2 separate regions of the Gossypium hirsutum genome follow, and region 1 is linked to region 2. A link is a contact called in public Hi-C data. All regions are on one chromosome and are shown on one strand. The core of a region is the stretch at or near the end of the contact, and the rest is flanking DNA. Distances in the headings are between cores, read along the strand shown.

Region 1 (7,834 bases), core at 1,441-3,940, 33 kb after region 2:
CCCATGGGTGTTTTTCACTTTATTTTTCGGTGGAAAGATGGAGAAGAAAGATGACCCCTTTTGATTTTTTATTTTTTTATTCAATTAGCTAATGTCATCAAATACCAACCCTACTAAATTTTTAACTTTTTGACTCCTCTTGTCTCTATGGCCGGCCACCCTATTGAAATGGGTCTATTTTCCTTTAAAGACCCCTAATTATGATTCTTTAGCTATTTAACACCATTTGTTAGAAAAACAAAACTTTTTCCCTTTATGCGATTTAGTCATTTTTCGCAATTGAGTATACAATCGCTAAAATTATTTCACCAAAATTTTCATGCACTCATATAATCATGCTACAACAAATAAAATAATATTAAAAATAATTTCTTTGACCTCGAGTTAGTGGTTCTGAAACCACTGTTCCGACTAGGCCCAAAATCAGTTTGTTACATATTCTACCCATGGCACTTCAGAGGTAACTGACTCGCTCTCTAATTTTGGGTCTAATTTTGGGCCGAATCTTGTGCCTATTCGGTTCATCGAGGACAATCCTAAATCCTATGCTCAGTTGACCCACAACTGAAATAGACACCTAACTTTCTCCAGCACTCGCCCAGATGACGCTTACCATAATGCGCACAGTTGGAAGTTTTATCCCCAGATTTAGCCACAGCAACCCCTTGCTATGGTCTACCCTCTTTGGATCATTTTATGGACGAGCATTCGATCCAGTGGATTTGAATCTCTTTTAAAAGAGACCTTACTCCTTTCCTATTGTTTGCGATTCACCTGTTTTATCTCTTCTACAATATTGGCTTTCTCCACTAGGGTCTCAAACACCCATTCTTAGTGGCACAATTTGGATTTTGAGGTTGAAACAGAGCCCATTTTCGAACCTCACATATTTATCTTGCTCCGTGGCGATCATACTTTGAGCACATCAGCTGAGCCTCGGGAATTCAACCTCATATTCCACCACGGACTTGTTGTTAGAATATGCCTAAAGACCAATCATGAGATGGTTGTAATAACAAACTTAGTTTACCTCATTTATTAATATAAGGCATAACCATATTATTTCAGTTTATTTTCTGTGTATATAAATAAACTGTTTTATAATAATGTCTTGAGAATAATATGATTATTCTTAAAAGGTCTTTAGTCGAGTATTATTGTGGGCTTGAACAACAATAATGCATTAAGACTAACATGTAGTTGATTGATGACAAAGTGTTGTCACTGACATGAGATGTCAAAACCAATACATGAGTATGTGTGTTAAAGAACAACATATTGGACTGACCCGCTATGAGTATGTTTCTTGGATTATTATGTAATAGTCACAACATTACTCATAGTGATTACTATGTATACGATCCTCAGACTTGATATCACCATTATCCCAACATCATGAGTCATATATTTTGATACAGTCAAACATCCACCGTAACTAGTTGTTCTATAAAGGCTGACATTGGATATACCACAATCTATGTAGTGGGATATGGTTGATCAATATAGAATTTGAAATTTAATGACATACTTTTATTGTTAGATATTTCGTCTTTTTACTTTTTTGGATCTAGTTATTAACACTGTTAAAATTCTTTTGTCAAATTCTTTGGTGTAACATATTGAAATTTTAAAAAATAATCACCAATAACGATGTATCAAAAGAGAAAATACATTGCAACAGACCTTAATTTAATGAAGAAATTTAACGGTAATAACAAATTTTAAACTAAACATTTTAATTAGAATAAAATATTTAGAATAACTAATGATATTATAAAAGTTGAAGTATCAAAATATACCAAAAATTAAAGTATAAAGATTAAATTTCAAAAGCATATTATAAAGACCAAAATTGAAATTGAAAATTTTCATATATATATATATATAAATGGCGTCTATTTGGACAAGTGTTAGATAAAGAATGCCTTAAGACATTCTTGTTCATTTTAAAGAGCGGATTTGATAGCAATTCTAACTTGACTCATGAATAAACGTGCGAATCAAACTGTTTAAATATATAATTTTAAAATTAAAATAATAAATTAACAAAATATATTTATCCATGCAGGCATATAAAAATGTATTATTTAGAAATAAAAACTAAATGATAATAATTTTTAATTTTTTCCTAAGTTGTTTGAAAACAAATAATAAATTGATTATTAGCATATACAAACACCTTTAAATACGTATTTTAAATATAAAATAAATTAATAAAATATTTTTTACTAAATTAGATATAAATATTAAATCAAAGTTAATATAGATAAAATGATGAGGTGGAATTTTTTGTTAAAATTATACGTTCTAACTTATCATGTCAAGAGAGATTTTGTTATATGTTAAAAAGTTATTTAAAAAAATTTCTGTTAGCATCTTAATCAAAATAGCTTAAGATAATAACTATTTGGACTAACCAATGTTATTGTAAAAATAGAGAATCAAATTATGTTAAATTAAAATTTAAATATGATAATAGTTGAAGGACCAAAATTAAAAATTTATTATTCTCTTTTGATGGAAAATAAAAGAAAAAGAAAAAAAAAAGAAAAGAAAAGAAGGAAAGCCTTAATGTGCATTTTAAAAAGAAGAATAAAAGTAAAATCAGACGTAGAAATAATATAAATAATTGGAGCGTGCAAAACACCTCCTAAAACATACGTGTAGGTGCCATAGATTTGTGGCACAATTAGGTTGGCGAGAGTTAGCACTCATTGAACAGGTTCCAATCTTTACATCTGATTTATGGAATCTTCACAATATTCAAAATTATTTTAAAATATGCCAGAATCTTTTTGTTTGCTTCATATTATAAACTACTTTTACGCTTGCCATGTCCACATTAATTAATTTTATGTGTTAATTAAATTATGTTAATCATTTTTTATTTTTTATAAATAATATAATTATGAAATTAAAAATATATTAGTACGATCCTATTTGTTTATGTCAAATTATGGAATACAAAATTTGAAGGTTAAAATATATTCTAATCCTATTTCTAGTTTTAAAAATTTAGAATTTTTATTTTTTGGATTTAGAAATTTAGATCCAATTGTTACTACGATTAAAATTCTTCTATTAAATTCTTTGATGTGATATTTAAAATTTAAAAATATTCACTTAGTAGTTATATAACAATAAAAATGATATTGTAAATGTTTATATGATTTTTTTCTCTTAAAAATATTCATTTGAACTCGTTATGATAAAATAATTTTTTGCTAGAATATTGTTCTTAAAAAAAATTGAAGTCAACAATTTTATTGAAATAGTTAATAATATTAAATATTTAGACTAACTAATGACATTATAAAAGTAGAAAGATCAAATTATGTCAAAAAAATAAAGTATATAGATTAAATCCCAAGTTTCAATATAATATAAGGCTAAAACAAAAATTTGATCATTGCAACAAAAATTGCAACAAGGCAAACCTAAACGAAATAAAAAGCGATTTATTCATCTCTAAAACCCTTAGGGCATTCAAATTAAATGTAACAATGTAATATTTTATCGAAAAATTAATGATATTAACTATTTTGACTAATTAATGATGGTATAAAAATTAATTACATTTAAAACTGACACGTGTCCAATTTTCATTGGCTTAAATTTAAAAAATAATAATGCCAAATTAAACATAGGTCAAGTACCATTAAAGAACAAAAGCATACATTTCTAATATTGTAGACCCAAAAAATAGTCTTGGGTATTCTATAAGAGAACAAAAAGAATCTTTAGAAAATATAATGAAATACATGACATATGCTAGTTTGTGTAAAATTCTAACAATTGTGATTTAAAATTAATATATTATTAAGAAATTCATTTCCCACAAGTGTTTAAGATTATAGTATTTTAATACATATTTTTAAAAAATTATTGAAGGGGAACTTTTAAACTTTTCTTTTTAAATACAAGATTATATGAATTTATATCAATATTATATCACAAAACACTCAGTTGAAAATTTATTAAAAATATATTATTTTTACAAAGTAAATTACGCTATTATGAAATATTTTAAAAAATATATATTTTTATATAAAATCAATAAAATTTCATATAGATTTGAAACTAAAATATAATGTTTTTCTTTTACATAGACACCATAGTTTTAAATATTCAATTTTATTGTTTTAATCAAAGCTTTATTTAGTTATTACCTAACCTTTTAATAAATATATTTTTATATGATTTTTTTACCCACATTGTAAATGCATCATAATCTATTAAGATATTATTTTCATTCATATCGCAAGTAAACCTATCCAAGGGCTGGGTAGCCTGCCCAGGCCCAACTCAAATTTAATTTAAATAATAAAAATTATTATTTAAATTTAATTAATTTTTTAAAAATATTTTATTAATTTTTAAATAATAAATGAGCCTTTTGAGTATCATAGGTTAATTTAAAAACTGACATGAATATAAAAAAAATTTTAGAACCACATTTCAAGCTGACTCAACTCATAAATAACTCTAATAGTAACTACATCATAATTTTTCACCTATTATAAGTAGTGTACCATAATATTTTACATAATATAATTTTAACATGAGTAGATGTAATTTTTAACATTCACTACTTTATTTTTAAAATATTTTCACTAAAATCAAATTGACTGAGAAATAAAAAGAAAATCTTGAAAATGATCTACAACTACATCTAATAAAAGGAGAGCATGTCATTTCATTTCCAGTGGTGATGAGATTGAGAAGAATAAAAAAAAAAAGAAAAGAAAAGAAAAGGCAAAACTATTCTTAGCAGCACTAACTTTTCTTAGTTTTCTACTTTCCATCTTAAACAATTATCAAAGTGGAAGACAAAAGAAAAGGTGTTGGAACCCAGTTCTCTTTCATAATGAACGATTTCTTTATTTAGGAGATTTTTATTTTTCAATTTTAAAGTAGTATTCATATATATATATATACACATTCATATATATAACGACAACTTCTTAATATTTTTGGTTCCCTAAGATAAATAATAAATTGGAGCTTTTTTAAAAATTATAAAATATAATACAATAAAATAAAAATATATACTAAAAATTTTATTAAAATAGCACATTTTATGACATTAAGCAAATAAGATAATTTTTAACAAAATTAAAAAGAAAATTCATTCAATCTACTCCAACCTGCAAATTTGACAAACTCAAGAATTTCAGTGGCTGACATTAATTCATTCGATAAAGTAAATTGCAACACTTTCAATTCAGAGAAAAGATCATTTAAATCAACATTTGATGAATCACCATGAGAAAAGGTAGAGTGAAAAGTAGCACAACATTCTCTTAATTCATTTTCATCCAATGACTTTAACTTGTTTGAATCAAACAAGAAGTAATTGTAATGTCTACAATAACTAAAAAATAATCAACTCTAAATAATTCATCAGCCAAACCGAATTTCTTCATCCTCTTGGTTATTCTCATCAAATTGTTTTTTTTTCTAATAATCCGACGCTTTGTTGGAAGGGTAGACTCTACATTCATATCAAGTGTAATACTTTTAGCAATATTCATACTAAAAGTAAAGCCTTCATCTCTATACTTTTCAAAATATGCCAATACACCTTCTAATTGCTTTATTTATGGTGGTGTCAATGCACGTAGACTTAGATTGCAATTTCTTGTTCACCATATTTATAACAAATAAAATTTCAAACCAAATTACAATACCAAGCAAAAACTCAAAACTCTCAAGTGCATTGACCAAACTCTCTACTAGACTTGTTGACTTTGCATCATCACAAGATTCATATAATTCCGACAAAGCCAATCTTATTTAAGGAGTTTGAAATTTAATAGCTTTAACACTTTTAATTCGACTCTCCCAACGAGTATTAGATAAAATTTCACAGTTAATTCAAGACATTGTCAAGCAAAATTTTTAATCTTTTTGTAGAACTCGAAAATAATGAATATATGCGTTTAACAATTCCCAAAACAATTAAATAGCTCTAATGCAAGAATGTGACATATCACTAAGAGTAAGATTCAGACTATGACAAGCACAAGGCATATATAATGCTCTCGAGTTTATTTCAAGAAATTGCTTTTGAATACCTTGGTGCTTCCCTTTCATATCGGAACCATTATCATAACCCTGACCCCTTACATCATCAACACTAAGATCAAGAGACTTCAAATATCTTGTAATTCAATAAAAAGTCTCAATCCAGATGTATCATCCACCTTCAAAAACTCTAAAAAGTACTCCTCAATTTTTATTTTATTAGTTGACATATTTGAACATTATACTATTAGAGTCATTTGTTCTTGATGACCAATATCAGGGGTATAATCAAGAATTATAGGAAAAATATTTCGCCTCTTTGATGGTCTTAATTATAGAACTTTTAACACTATCAGCCAAAGGGGAAATCAATTCATTTTGAATTTTATGCCCAAGATAACGATAACGAATGTCACGGTTTTGAATGCGTCTAACATTATCTTGCATTATCACATCGAATTCTGCAATCATTTCAATCAATCCTAGGAAATTACCATTGCTATCTTGGTAGAGTTTTTCATTGGATCCTCGAAAAGCCAAATTATGAGTAGCAAGATATTTCACAGTTGAGAATATTCTAAGTAAAACTTGCCTCCATCACTCTTTCTCTTCCATAATTTGTAAATGCAAACTTTTATCAATTGTTTTATTTTTATCCAACCTTACTCTCATCTCATTCCAAGTATTCATATTAGTCATATGCTCATCACAGTTTTCATGTTGTTTGAGCCTCTCACTAATATACCTCCAATCACTTAAACCTTCATTTGCTAACAAACTTTTGTTACTAATAAATTTGAACAACTGACAACAAAAACAGAACACTTTGTCAACATGTTTGGAATAAACCAATCATTTTCTATCGCTAATCTCACCATTGCTCAACTTCCTAAAAAAATAATCATATGAGAAATGTTTATTATTATTATTGAGAGGAAAATCAAGATTCATTCCTCTTATAGGCCTCTTTTCAACTAAAATATCCCTTTTTTTGTTATCAAGATTAGCTCAATTTCTAGAATCATAAATATCCAAAGAAGGAATTATTTGTCCTTCATCAATGCTAATATCAGGAGGAATTGTTTGTTCTTCATTAAGATCAAGATTTTCAATATTGGATACATTTGGCACATCATTAGGCTCATTTAGATCATTAATTTCATCGTTCTCATGGACATGCAAACTTTCATTTTATTGATCCAAATTTTTATTAAAAACTATTATTTTAAAAATAAATTTATCAATAGCACCTTACTTTGATTTTTTTAACTCTTCAGCACGTTTTCTCTTTTTTCACTTCTAGATAAATGTTTCTTAGACAACATTATATATGAAATATAAATCAGACACTCAAGTAACACAAGAAAATAAAACAATTGCACCTAATAGAAAATTTTCAAGTTGAATATTTGCTCTCACATTTGCTAGATCCAAAAGTCAAATCGAGTTATTAGAATTTTGTAAATATAATTATAGTAATAAATTACAAATAGGCATTATAATTAACTAAAAAATTAAATGAAATGAAAATAAAAAATTAAATGAGTAATAAAAACATAGCATCAATGAAACTTTTTAAATAGGACAATGGCATAATACTTCATACTTTAAAATATTGCTCTATAGACTATAGCAAACAGGCTTCACCTTCTTATCTAATTTCGAGTCTCCAATCTCGAGATTCTACCAAATCCCACCATGTTATATATATTACTATTGATGATGAGAATGATGATATGATATCAAATTGAAAAATTCAATGTAACGCCCCCACGCCCGAGACCGTCGCCGGAGTCGAGTATGAGGT
Region 2 (7,225 bases), core at 2,513-5,012:
CACCAGCCAGCACTTGGTACCTATTCAACAACACACAATCCTCAGCAAAATGTTCCAAATTACGTTCAGATCATTTTCTCATTATGGAATGGAATTAGCATTCCCAACATATTTGTTTTATGGGTACGAATCTGGAAATACCAACTTCAAAACATCATCAAGCTCAACTATGTAGAGCCTGGTATTATGTAATATTAGGCAACTCTATGAACCATAGTGCTTTGGGAACTATTTTCAGTAAAAGTATGAAATCTAAATACCTGAGGTTGCTCGAAACTGCCATATATACACCATAGGCAACACTGGTGGATAGTATAGGAACATTTTCAACTTCAGCTGCCGATGTCTTATCAACGGCCTTCCTAGCATTAATCAAAGCATTTGTGATGGCTGTCCCAACCTACAACAAAATTAACCCGTAAAATACCGGCAAATCCAGATATACTCGTTTTGCACACAAAAAAAACAATGATGCTCTTTATTGAAATGGAAAAGATAACAAAATTTGACAAAAAGTTGAAAAGAGACTGTATATATTAGATCCCAGTAGAAAGAATATAAACAAAAAATGTTGAAGAAAAAAGAAACAGCTGCCAAAAACTTACCAGCGAAGAAGTGGTGCCCACTGCAAAAAGCTTTGCGCCGTTACGCTGCTCATACATAAAACACAATAAGATGGTTTTATTATTACCTCAAATATTCAGGACAAGTAACTTGTTATTTAAAAGTTTATGAAAAGAGAACGTGCCGCATACCATTACTGCTCCTAATCTCTGCAAAAGTGAATACGAAGTACCAGGAAGAGCAACCTGCAGGCAAGAAGTTGGATCGCAACCATGAATCATTTGTATTTTAATTAACAGCTTTAAGATATGTATAGATGCAAAGTCTTGATGCAACTTTATCAGCAAGAATAAAAGAAAGAAACCTGGAAAGCATTATCAGGGCAGCTATAGAAGAACTTGGAAATAGCTCCAGCACTGACTGCAAGAGGAGGCCGGAGAGAAACAGTAGGAGCAGGAAGATACACAAGCATGAAATCTGCAATTATGGCCATTACCTAGAAAAAAAACACATTGGACATTTTAAATGATAGAAAATAATAGTGTTAATATGCATTATGCAGCCACAATTTATAATGCTAAAAATAATACAAATTTTTGAAAGAAACCTCGTTGCTTCCTCATAATATTAGTTTCTCTAGATAAAAATATCACTCGCAAAGGTGTATCTATAGTTAATTTATTCTACAGCTCAAATACAAAAAGTAGACAGATATAACAAGTGCTAAAACCTGATATACTACACTTGGCAACATCCGAATTCTCAAGATTTCTCTGACAAAATCTAAACTCTAATTCAATCTTGCTATTTTTCCCCTTGATAACTAAACAAAACTCCATGTCTCGTTTGTCTCAAATGATCGTTTTATCAGCCTAGTAGAAGACGAGCTTGCAAGCCCACAAAAAGATATGGTTTAGTATTAAAAGCTTGGTTAGATTACCAGGAGAACATGCATGTATAAATGAGTCATATATTTGATTAAACTCCGTAATAACCATTAATCTTGAACTATAGACTTCTTTACCACCATATGTTATGATTCAAACTCTTCGTTGGATGATCTAGTGCATTTGAAACATTCCCTAAAGGAAAAGCCCAATGTCGACAAGACGGCACCTGGCATTCGTTCCCATGATTGATAAGTGGTAAACCCACCTATCACTTCCTCTTGTTACTAAAACTTATATATCATGCAACAGCTGTGAATTAAGTATGTTCATCCAACTACAAATGCTTACAATCTATATATGTGTTGTATTTGTAATTGCCGATGCATGATATTGAGCTACTTTAGCTGAGGTCATTTACCAAAGACAATTTTAAGCAGCTAACAGAATTCATCTAACTATGAAGCATGACATTTCTATCAGTGGAGTGTCCATATGTCGATAAATGTCCAACATGTTGGACACATTAAAAGAAGTAAAAGTAAAATTGAACACTGTCAAAAGATGATCAAGATAAAGTCAGACATGAATGGACACAATTGAACATGTTTGGATAAATGATGATTTTTTTCTTCCAAATATGGAATCAACAATTCGGTTCTCATAGGTGTTTTTGAGGTTCAATTTTTGAATTTTGAAAAACTATTTGCAAGTTGTTTTTTAATTGAAAAGTACAAATTCAACATATAAAATCTTTTTATAGCCGTCATGTCCATGCTGTGTTCCTAGTCTAACAATTATAAAGCAATTGACTTCTTATCCTTAAAAATATATATATACATATATATATATATATACAGAGCGTTAGAAGGATTGTAACATATTATTCCCCTAAATTCAAATAAAAAACAGTAGTTTGACCATCAAGAAATTCTAAGGATCAATAAAATAGACTTGAATTGGCATCAAAATCCAGCGTTGTTTGGGTTTAAATTTATCGAATAAGCCCTCCTTGCTACTCAGAATCAGAAGAAATGAAGAATGAAAAGGTGCAGGTTTTAAAGAGGTAAGTGAAGAATCATACCACATCAGCAAAAACGATTTCCAGCTCCTTGAAAAAGTTTTCTCTGCGACGTTCATATTCTGCAGCAGTCTGGAAAACATGATAAAGTATAAAAACAGTAGTTAAGATGGAATGATAAAGTAAATGAGACCAAAATTTGGAACATGCATAAACATAGCTCTTGTAGCTTCAATTGCTTTTCCTAAAAATCAACATGCTGTTTTGTTGAACATTTAATCCTAAAACAATCATGCACTTTAAGCAGTTTCATGTAAAGAAAGAATAAAACGTTGACTTAAAACTCCAAAGGCAAAGTAGCCCGAAATTCGGGCTAAGATTCAAAGAAAATAAGTGAACCAAAAATGATCAAGTGAAAAAGAATAAAAAGAAAACCTTTAAACCCAATGCTAAGTAAGAATGGGAGAACAAATCTACAGTAGCCATTTGTATATATTGATTAAAAAAACGAAAAAGGAGGAAAAATGGACCTTGGTGAAGATCCCAACACCACACTCCATGGCAACTTTAGCTAAGAAAAGATCATCAGCCAAAAGCCTTTCTTTAAACCCTCCAAACTGCATCAACCATCTCATAAGCCCCGATTTTTCAAGCCCCAAGAACCTCTCTATGACCGACCCGGGGATCCTCCCAGCCTGGATCGCCGCCGCCAAGTCCTTCGGCAGACTCTCCGTTGACCTCCCTGCCTCCGCCAGGACAATCATCGCCTCTTTCCTGTTCTTGTCACCCGCATTCTCGTCATCACCACCCCTGTGTTTTCCATTCTCATCGTTTCCACCGCCGCCACCCGAGTTGTTATTGCTGTTAATATCACCACCATCGCCGCCGGCGCAGAAGGTTAAGAAAGGGGAAGATCGGCTGTGACGGAGACAGGTGGCGGAGGAGGAAAGGCGGAGGTGGAGGTGGAGAGGGAAAGTGGTGGGGAATTTAGGGGTGATGGTAAGGGAATTAGGAGAGGAAAGTGGGGAAGGGGTGAGAAGGCAGGCGGCGATGGACATTGGTGGCTGCAGGTGGTGTCAGAGGCGGAGTTTTGGTCAGAGAAGTAATGGAAAGAGGTGTGTAATAATGAAAGGTTTGTCGTTGGTTAGTTGATCAAAGTTGAAGGATCTGAATCTAAGCAAACGCCAGACCACTTTCTAAGACAGTTTTTGTCTGAAAATCAACCTCCGCTCTTGTCTACTTTAGGGTTTCATTCTTTCCTACTCTTTTTTCTGTCCTCGTGAAACTCACGCTCTCATTACTCTCCACCTTTTTCTTATAATTTAGATTCCAAATAATGTTTTTTTTAATTTTTTAAAATATATTTTTTTTTAGGGTGTTGCCAGAGCAACCGATGTCACCAATATCTAAAATTTAAAAATACATCATATTTTTATACATATAAAATTTAAAAAATATTTTTTATTGGTACTATTGAAGTGTCAGGTGGCACCCGAATTTTTATTATAAAATATGTTTTTTAAGTTAAAAAAAAGCTTGAAATATTCGAGTATTAAAACTTGGATCCATAGTCGATGAGTTACATCAATGGCAGGTCAGTGCCGCCTAATGGTCTGACGGCACCAGCTTGACGGCCTACCACTAATATGATCCATCGATCATTAGTCTGAATATTTTAGATTTTTTTTTACTTTTTGTTTAAAAATTATTATTATATTATTATTTCCATTATTATAAAAGGGACCAACCCCCCACATATTGTTTCCACACGAAAAAAAAAAGAAAAAAAAGACTACCAGCTGATGGTCCCCCACCGAAAACCAAGAAGAAAATGTTACTATAGAGGTTGTTAGTTATTTTTTTAATAGTAATTTATTTGTGTTAAAAGTTTATTTAATACTAATTATTTAGTATTTTTTTATTTTTTTATATTACAAGCACTTGGACATTCCCTCCCTCACTTCCAATAGGAAAAGGTCCCAAAAAAATTAAAAAAATTTGTGATCGTATAATTATTAATAGTTTAGAATTGTGTTGAAATTTTAAATTTTTATTGTAATAATATGTTAACTTCGAAAATAATTAAAATTGTGTTATTTTAGATATTTGTATTTTTTTTTGTAGTGTATGTTTATTAAGATAGGTTTCTTTGAAAGTGCATGTTTATTTTAGTAGAATTATTAGAATTGTGTATTAAGATAGATTTGTATTGAAAGTAATGTTAAGATTGGTTTGACTAGTATATATTTTTATTTTAATAATAATTTGTTTATTTTAAGATATAAAAGTGAACATTATATGTTTTTTTGAGTAATTAGATTTTTTTTTACAAAAATGGGCTTCGGAAAAAGTAATTGTCGTTATTTTTTCATTATTTATTTGTTAAGTCAATGATTAAAATTTTATTTGTTTGTGTAGAAATCGAAATGGGTTTTTTAATTACTACAAACGATCACACAGCAAGGACGATCTATTTGCCAAAAAAAAAGTTCTAATATTTCACATAAATTTTTATTTAATTGTGAGATTTTAACCAATGTTACAATTTAATATAATTAGGGTGTGTACTATGTGTTGAGGTCAAGTGCCCATGGTTCGAGCTACCGGCCGGACAAACGGATTATAATCTACCTAAATGCCACAGGATTTGGATCAGCGGCATTAATCCGTGTGTTTGAGTTAAGGGCTGACTTAATATTGGCACTAGTTGACCGGTGGCGCCTAAAGACGTAGACATTTCATTTTCTGTGTGGGAATGCACCATCACATTAGAGGATGTCGCAATGCAATTAGGGCTCTCTGTGGAAGGTGATGCGATTTGCGGTGCTCTGCTATGACTTGCTTGGATGCTCTCCCATTGATGGTACATCTAAATTTACGGGTTTAAAATTTTTGTGGTTGAAGGCCAATTTTGAAACATTGTCAAATTATGCAACCGAAAGGCCAAAGATGTCCGCCGCTCAGGCTTATATACTGCAGTTTGTAGGAAGTTACTTATGTCGAATTCTAATAATAATAGAGTCCACTTGATGTACCTACCCTTAACAACTGATTTGCAAGGTGCTCGTTCCTACAGTTAGGTTCAGCAGTACTAGCGATGTTATATCGTGAGCTTTTTCGGGGGACAAAGCACAGAACACAAGATATAGGAGGTTGTCTGATACTGCTACAATCCTGGGCGCTATATAGGATGCCATTTCTAGCACCAGTAGATCACCAAGTAAATATGTTCCCACTTGTGAATAGGTAAAAAAAAATTGAAACTTGGATTAAGATTTTATTTATGAAAATATCTTCTTACGAGTTTGGTTTATTTTTTATATGGTATACTTGTCCGAATATTGGAAAGTAGGAAACACTCATTGTAATAGCCCGTTTTTAGTGATGTCGAAAACATTAGTTTTGGGACCATAATTTTGACGAGTGAATTATTATTTTATAATTAAGGTCGTATTAAAATTTTGATAAGAAATTTTGATGTTTACATGGTCAATTAAGTGAAAATGACTAAATCGTAAAAGGTGTAAAAGTGAGTATCTATTAGTTATAAGGGCTAAATGGCCATGGAAAGAAAAACTAATGGATTTATATGGTAATTATACCATAATTAATTCTAGCGGATATGCATGGGCAAGATATTAATGTAATTTTTAATTAGTAATAAGGTTAAAATAGTAATTTGGTAAATAAAGCTAAAATAACTAGAGAAATTAAGCTCATCTTCTTCGTCATTTCATATGTCCACCGAAAATCACCATTGAAATAGGGTTTGAGTATTTGGCTAGGCTTTAATCTTGCATGTATGTGATTGCAAGCCCCGTTTTTAATGATTTTTATGTTTTTGAGTTCATTTTAGCTTAATCTAGCTAGCCCGAGGGTTAATTTGCAAAACTGTTAAAGGTAGAGGGACTTACCATGAATGTTTTTGAATAGGTTTTGATGTTAGTTAATGGATTATTTATCTTTTTTATAAAAAAAGTAAGTTTTGTTAAATGATTTTTGATGAATTTTGGAATTAAGGATTAAATTGTTAAAGGTGTAAATCTATAGGTTTTGTTGTGAAATATTGGTATTGATGGGTTAATTCAAGGTCCCTTGTAACATTGGTTAACATGGATTTAGGTTAAAATGGTTAAATTTCAAGTTACGAGCTTAAAGACTAAATTGTGAAAAGTTTAAATATTAAGGTCAAATTTGTAATTTTGCATAGATATGAATTATTTATTAAATTGAATTATATAGGTACTTAATTGATTGAAATTATCTATTTAGATCAAGATAAACCATATTCGGACTTAAATCGAGGAAAAGCTAAAGCTTCGGATTAGTTCGACTTTACTTCTTCGCTCTAGTTATCAAGGTAAGTTCATATGAACTGTGGTCGTTTTAATGTTAGCTAAATTTAAATGTTTATTGTGTTGTTGTGATATAAATGAAATTGAGTATAAATTTATTTATGCCATGATGAATTGATAGATAATGATTCTCTGTTGAACCTTAAGAATTCTTAGGATACAAATGACATGTCATTAGGGATTTCATGTTTCGAGTGCTAGTCTTGAATGTCCTACCGATGGCTAAAGTCCTGCATTTGTTACGGATTCTCCACAGCTCATGTGAGCAGCATCGTGTACCTTACATTCTAACCTACAACTCATGTGAGTAGGCATATTTCACAGCTCGTGTGAGCATTGATGTAAATGAAAGGTTATGGTTATATGTAAAGGCACACTATGTGTGCACTTTCCAGAGT

The links. A called contact is a pair of places that touch in the nucleus more often than the background predicts.
Region 1: a contact with region 2 is called in a Hi-C map of leaf, with 2.3 times the contacts expected there. The contact joins the enhancer-like site here to the promoter of LOC107953066 in region 2. A contact is called at or near these places in 9 of 34 Hi-C or Micro-C datasets (callus, leaf and petal).

Annotation. Positions count from the first base shown.
Region 1 is chrA07:25,105,866-25,113,699 of Gossypium_hirsutum_v2.1, forward strand. No RefSeq gene overlaps it. Among protein-coding and RNA genes, the nearest start is that of LOC107953067, 14 kb to the right of the region's middle. Within about 2 kb of position 2,691, at least 2 of the 9 cell types and tissues checked have an H3K27ac peak or open chromatin away from gene starts, as enhancers often do. A contact at or near this core is called in leaf, where this site is marked.
Region 2 is chrA07:25,071,717-25,078,941 of Gossypium_hirsutum_v2.1, forward strand. LOC107953066 (protein RETICULATA-RELATED 4, chloroplastic) reads right to left here and starts at 3,763. Exons shown (of 8, transcript XM_016888295.2): 1 at 3,003-3,763; 2 at 2,536-2,604; 3 at 929-1,060; 4 at 756-809; 5 at 606-650; 6 at 261-400; 7 at 1-20. The coding sequence starts at 3,530.